Linked DNA regions of Rattus norvegicus: region 2 is linked to region 1. The links are chromatin contacts, called in public HiChIP or PLAC-seq maps. All regions are on one chromosome and are shown on one strand. Each heading gives the region's core, a stretch centred on a gene start, on an enhancer-like site or on the middle of the called end of the contact. The rest is flanking DNA. Distances are from core to core; before and after follow the strand shown.

What was found. HiChIP or PLAC-seq counts read pairs in DNA pulled down with a chosen protein or histone mark.
Region 2: a contact with region 1 is called in an H3K27ac HiChIP or PLAC-seq map of oligodendrocytes, with 2.4 times the contacts expected there. The contact joins the promoter of Ugdh here to the promoter of Smim14 in region 1. A contact is called at or near these places in 1 of 12 Hi-C or Micro-C datasets (mammary epithelial cells) and 1 of 1 datasets of contacts at active chromatin or transcription factors (oligodendrocytes).

Annotation. Positions count from the first base shown.
Region 1 is chr14:43,135,420-43,138,341 of GRCr8, reverse strand. Smim14 (small integral membrane protein 14) reads right to left here and starts at 1,333. Exons shown (of 5, transcript NM_001037792.1): 1 at 1,247-1,333. All of the region lies in intron 1 of Rplp2l3 (ribosomal protein lateral stalk subunit P2 like 3), which reads left to right.
Region 2 is chr14:43,200,773-43,203,850 of GRCr8, reverse strand. Ugdh (UDP-glucose 6-dehydrogenase) reads right to left here and starts at 1,333. Exons shown (of 12, transcript NM_031325.2): 1 at 1,231-1,333. The region is part of intron 1 of Rplp2l3 (ribosomal protein lateral stalk subunit P2 like 3); the gene reads left to right.

The sequences.
Region 1 (2,922 bases), core at 84-2,583:
AAGTGCAAAAAGAAAATTCTCCTTTATCTATATCAACAGGATTCCAAGTATGGTAGAAGGAAAAAACCCACGACCAATACGGGAGGAAAAGATTTGATAAGAGGTCTGTTACTGACCAAAGGTACACCCTTCAAAGAGAGGGGTCTAAATTCCTAAGAATTCTGTCCAGATTTGATGGAAAGCAATCAATCTGTTTTTATCGTTCTTTCCTGCTGCTTTCCACAGAAACGCTTTAATTAAGTATCTTGGAGAGGGGGAAATGTCCCTTTTTAAAATCACGATGGAATATCCAGGCATGGTTTTCGGGACTGAGTGCGGAGGGCAAAAGGGTGGGCGGCTACACTACAGGAATCTGCGCGAGCAGTGAGTCACCTGAAGCAGGAGCACGCAGCTGCTTCCCCTAACCTCCACATCAGACACGGGGCAGCAGAGTGCCTCCTAAGCGTTTCCAGACTAGAATCCTTGGGAAATTGCAGGTTTCTCCAAATTCTGGTACGAATAGCTGCCAACTAACACCACAGCATAAAACCCGGAGGGTGTCTTCCACAAATGCAGGTATAAATTCTTCCTTACGCTCATCAGGCGCTCCAGATGTAAACCCAGGGCATTCCGTTAAGGCCGCATCCTCGGCTTTTCCAACTGGGGCAACTAAAAGCATCCTGCCGCCTCTCTACAGTTAGCAAGTATCATCTTGGCTAAAATCCTAACGTTTAACCAGCCACTTCGGAAAACTTCGGCTTTAAGCAGCGATACCGATCTCAAACCACTGCCAGGCTGTTGCCCCGCATTCCTTCCAATAACGGCGCTGCTACCTGCTCCATTGTCAGCCCCGGCTCCACAAACTGAACCAACAGAAAAGGGGAATCCTTTAAATCCGCAACACAATGGAGGCTAAAGGAGAGCTCTGGCTTTCAGGATGGCAGCTACCACACACAACAAAGGGCCGCGTCCGGGTGACTTCATCGAACCCACCAGGCAAACGCCACCGCCCGGCTTTCGGGGTTACTGTCCCCAATCCCCTGCACGCCCGCGCCGCCTATGTGGCCCTAAAAGTGAAACCACCCGGGCTGCGGGTGCCTGGCCAGCCCAGTTGCAGACTGCCGGGCCAGCGGCTGCGGGCTCCCCAGGTGCAGCGCCCAGCTAGAGGCGCCCGGTCTGCCGCAGCGGTCCCCGGGCACGCGCGGCCACAGAAGTGGCAACGCGAAGAGGGTCGCCGAGGAGGGCGGTGGGCCAGGGGGACACTCACCCGCCCAAACAAGCGGCGGGCGGGGAGGGTGGCGGCCGGGAGCGTTCCGGACGCCGCTGAAGCTGCCTCTGCTGCTGGCCGCCGGCCTCCTCCCCTCTGTTTGGATTCGATAGACCACGTCACTCTTAGCCACGAGACCCGGATCTGCCGGCTCCGGAGGGCGGCGCAACAGATTGTAGCGCCCGGAGCCTCCCGTGACCCTACCTAGTGAGCATGCGCGTGTCGCGCCGGCCACCTGCGTCGGAGGGGGGCGGCTCCCGCAGCCTCAGTGCTGACGTGTGTGGGCGCGCCGGGTGCGGAGGAGGCAGTTCCGGTGTGTGTGGTGGGGTGGGGTTGCTCCACTGTGAAAGAAGGGTGCTCGTGCTGTTGGATTGTCCCACGTAGCCTCCGAGTTGTCTTATCCTCTGACGTGTGTATTTGTTTGCTGAGGGAATGGCTTCTGTCCATCGCAGTATTTAGTCATACTTTGGTGGAAGGGCGTGCGCACACAAATTGATGACTGCCGAGACCCGGTCTACCTGCAGAGGTGGTGGTAGTTCATCGTCAGGCACTCGTGAAAACCGGAACTCGAAGATTACAGAAGCATGTCAGCTGTGGGGGGTTTGAGTGATCCTGATAACGTTCGAATTTTGGACTGGAAAACAGACCTAAATTAAGTTCCACATTAACGTTAAAAGAGATGTGTTAGAAGCCGGGTGTGACAGCTCAACAGCAGACAGAGACAGGCAGGCTGGTCTACTGAGCGAGCTCCAGGACATCCAATGCAGCAAATGAAGGGCGCCTACCCTTGGGTTTGCCCTCCTGGTGAGGGAGGGAATGTGACCAAAGGAAGTAGCACCACACGTTTCTTTGGCTAGGGAACTAGGAAGCAGTATTTCAACAATCCAAAGACAGCTTAATTTCTATGTAAGAAAGGTCGGGAAATACCAGCAAGTAGAAGTGTGGAGCCTGATAAGCAAAGAAGAGCATCTGTGGAAGCAGTTGTGGAAGCCCTTATTCTGCAGATGTATCCAATGACCTCAGAGGAAACTAAGCATATTTTTATAAGAAAGTACAAGAAAATTATTCCAAGAATCTAAAGTTTGAACCAAAAATAGTGAACTCCAGAAAACATCCACTTGGAATTTCATTTTCTTCCCTAATATTTTAACAATCTGACAACAACAACAAAACCTTTAAAACAGTGCTGTCCAATTTGTCTTAAGCTACAAGCTTTAAAAGTTCCATGATCGGGATTGGAGATTTAGCTCAGCGGTAGAGCGCTTGCCTAGCAAGCGCAAGGCCCTGGGTTCGGTCCCCAGCTCCGAAAAAAAGAAAAAAAAAAGTTCCATGATCTACAGAGGTATGGCCTGCACACTTTGGTAAGGTTACAAGTTAGAAAAGAAAACAAAAACTGACAAGCCAAAACAAGCATGGGAGCTCTGTCTTTTTCTGCACACTACAAAATTTCATTGAAGAAACATCCCAAATAAAAAAAGAAGAAAGAAACCTTCATGATTCTCCGTTGCTGAGTTGAGAAAAACAAAACTGACCATGCAGTGATGGCATAGGCCCTTAATACCGGCACGAGGCATCTCTTGAATTTGAGGCTCCCTGGTCTACAGAGTTCCAGGACAGCAAGAGCTACACAGAGAAACCCTGTCTTGAAAAAACAGAAAAAGAAAATGGATGTCCAC
Region 2 (3,078 bases), core at 84-2,583, 66 kb before region 1:
ATAAGCATTTCAACCTACAAGATGTCAGTCACTAACAGCCAACAAATGTCCTATACTGCAATCTGAACAGAATATCATCCGTCTGCCACCCCTTTCCCAGTTACAGGAGAACGAACTAAACAGCAGACATGATAAGGCAGCTGGATACACCAATCTCAGTCATTTCCTGGAGGCACACTTAAAAGATTCCTGATGGGGGGGGGACTATTGTGAAAGACTTAATTTTATGTCTAACGGGAATGATACACACTGTGGAAATTCCAGAAAAGAGAGAGCATGCCTAGTGGGTAGAGATTTTATAACAGAGAAAGCAATACAGAGATAAAAAAAGGGGGGGGCAAGCTGGGGAGTGGGGGAATGTCTTTTCCAAACCAAGGTTGTGTAGCATTCAGCTCAGACTAGAAGCTGAGTGCTCAAAAGCGCAGCTCACAGCAGAAACACTCAGCTCTTTCAAGTCCAGAACCCCTCAGAAGAAACAGACCAGACTACTGTTCTCCATTTCTTAGGGGATTTGAAAAAAACCTCAGACTGGCCTTTGAGGTGAGTGGATGAACAGTTAGTCTTCTGTGTACCCCACATATGAGCTCTCTCCCAGCCAGCCCCTCCTTTCTTTATACGAGATTTCTCAACCAACCCTACTCAATTACACATAGTATGTGAAGATTTTCAAGATCTCACAAAAACATGGTCTCTGAAGCCCCCAAGAAAGGCCTTCCCTGACATTAAGTAGAACGTCTAAACATATGTCCAAAGGCCAACAATGGACTGCAGGAGCCAATCCCTTCCTCCCAACCCCCAGGACATAGGATAAATGCTTCATCTTCAAGAGGATTTGCTTTCTACTTAGGGGCTACCAGAGGAGAGCAGCCCAGGTGAGCAGACTCTAATCCCCAACAAAGCTTAGGACTATGAAGCGCCCATTAGGCCCTACAGAGAGGACCCTTTCCTTCGGGGTGGCGGGGGGCGTTTGGCTGTTTGAACCGGCGGGAAAATCTCGTACGTTTCAAATCGGAAAATGGAAAGAATGAGAATTGGCTTGAAGATACACGAGTTGCGAATTAAAAGCCCGGTTCGTCTGATCTCCTGCAAGCGCACGACGTGATACCCGCCGGGCCCGAAAAGGAGGACAAGGATGGTGCAGTAGGGAGCCTCTCCAAGAGCGGGAAGCGGCCGGGACCGCGCGCACACCCGGGCCGCGAAAAGGGGACGCCCGCAAGGATTGGTGCTTACCCACTTCCAAGGCCAGGACACAGCGGCCGCGCAGATCACGTTCTCTCGGACAGCGCCTTCCTCCCAAGCCACAAGCTCCACACACCTCTCCGCCCGCCGCTCCCCGAGGCGGGGGCCCGCGGCCGTATTTAAATGCTTCTGCTGGGGAAGGCGGAGGCTTCATTCCCTTGCAACCAGGCCTCCCGGGACTCTGGACTCGGCCACCGCCCCGCACTGCCCCGCCTCCCTTCGCTCCAGGCCCCTGGGCAGGCCTCTATTTCCTTCTGGACCTAGAGGGGTGTAGGGGGCGGGCCCAAATGTATGACCACGCCCCTTGTGGAGACAAGGCGAATCAGCTGGAGCCAACTCACGGGCTCCGCCCCCGCCCGCAGCGAGCGGCCCTGGGCGTGGCTGCGTGCGCCGCGGGTCCCGCTAAACCGACCGGCTGCAGGAGTGGGTGTTGTGGTCCGGATTAGTCGTTATGGTCCGTGTTTCTTCCCCTGGGTCCCTGGAATCTGGGATGAGGAAGGTTCGCGCGTGCCAAATGAACCACCAGTGATCACAGGGCCTGGGGTTGTGGGGGTGGGGGGAGGCGAGCCCACAGAAAGGTCTTCCGGCTTTCTGGCCTTCCGCTTATCCTGGAGCCAGAGCTCGGTTCTCAGCCACCGGACTCTGATGGAGGGCCTCTGCTGCCCTTCAAGCCCCTGGGTCTGCCGCCCTTCAGACAGCTGCCCAGAGTTTAGTCACGTCCCATCCCTATGACTCCGGGTCTGGGAAGGAGATGCCTCAGGTCGAAACGATGTTGAGTTCCATAATGACTGAAGCAGTGTCTCCCCGTTGGTCCTAGGCCAGAGAACCCCGCGCCTACGCCCGGAGGGCGGAGGACGTATTTTCCAGGAAAACTTTCCAGCCAAATTCTAAAGGGAGGTTGCATGATGCATAGCAAGGCGTATGCAACGTAGACATGTGTGGGTGTGTATTTGCGTGTGTATATGTGGTACTAGAGATTGAACTCTAAGCATTCTACCACTGAACTGTCTCCAATCCTTACAAATGGATAAAAAGAGCAAAATTGCCACCTAGAGAAAGGGCTAAGGGGTTCACTCCCCAGGACACACATCCGGAGACTCAAAACTGCCTGAAACTCCAGCTCCAGGTGTCCATGCTCTGTCCACCAGCACAAACGTGGCACACACACAGACACCTGTACACATAAAAAGTAAAATTAGTTAGCCTGCCCACGGGAGTCTTTTGAGACATGGCCTCTGTGTAGAGGTGGCAGATCTGGAACTCTCTGTATAGTTCAGACTGGCCTTAAACCTTCAGTGATTCCCTTACTTGACCTCCCAGGAATCATGATTACTGGCACGCCCACTTTTAATGCGAAGGTTTGTTTTGTTTCTTTTGCTACTAAGGATCATCTTAAGACTGAAATCAAAAAAGAGAAAAAGCAAGATAAGAGGTGGCTCAGCGGTTAAGAACACACTGGTTGCTCTTCTAGAAGTCCTGAGTTCAATTCCCAGCACCCACATAGCAGCTCACAACTATCTAATATAGCATAGTTCCAGGGTTTCTGACACCTGCACAAAGACAAACATGCAAACAAATACCATTGAGCATAAAATAAACAATAAAAATTAAAAAAAAAGAAAAAGCTAGGCACAAAAACCTGTCCCTCTATGTTAGGTGGCGATATGTTCTGAGAAATGTGTTAAGCACATTTGTTCTGCCACATCATCCTGACTTAAACTACACTGGCATCAGTACTGGATGTAATATGGGACCACCCTGTATGAAGTCAGCCCTTGGTGAAATGAGACTATGTAGTGCTTGACTGTGCCTCGTGGGGAAAGTAATTAGGAAATTTTG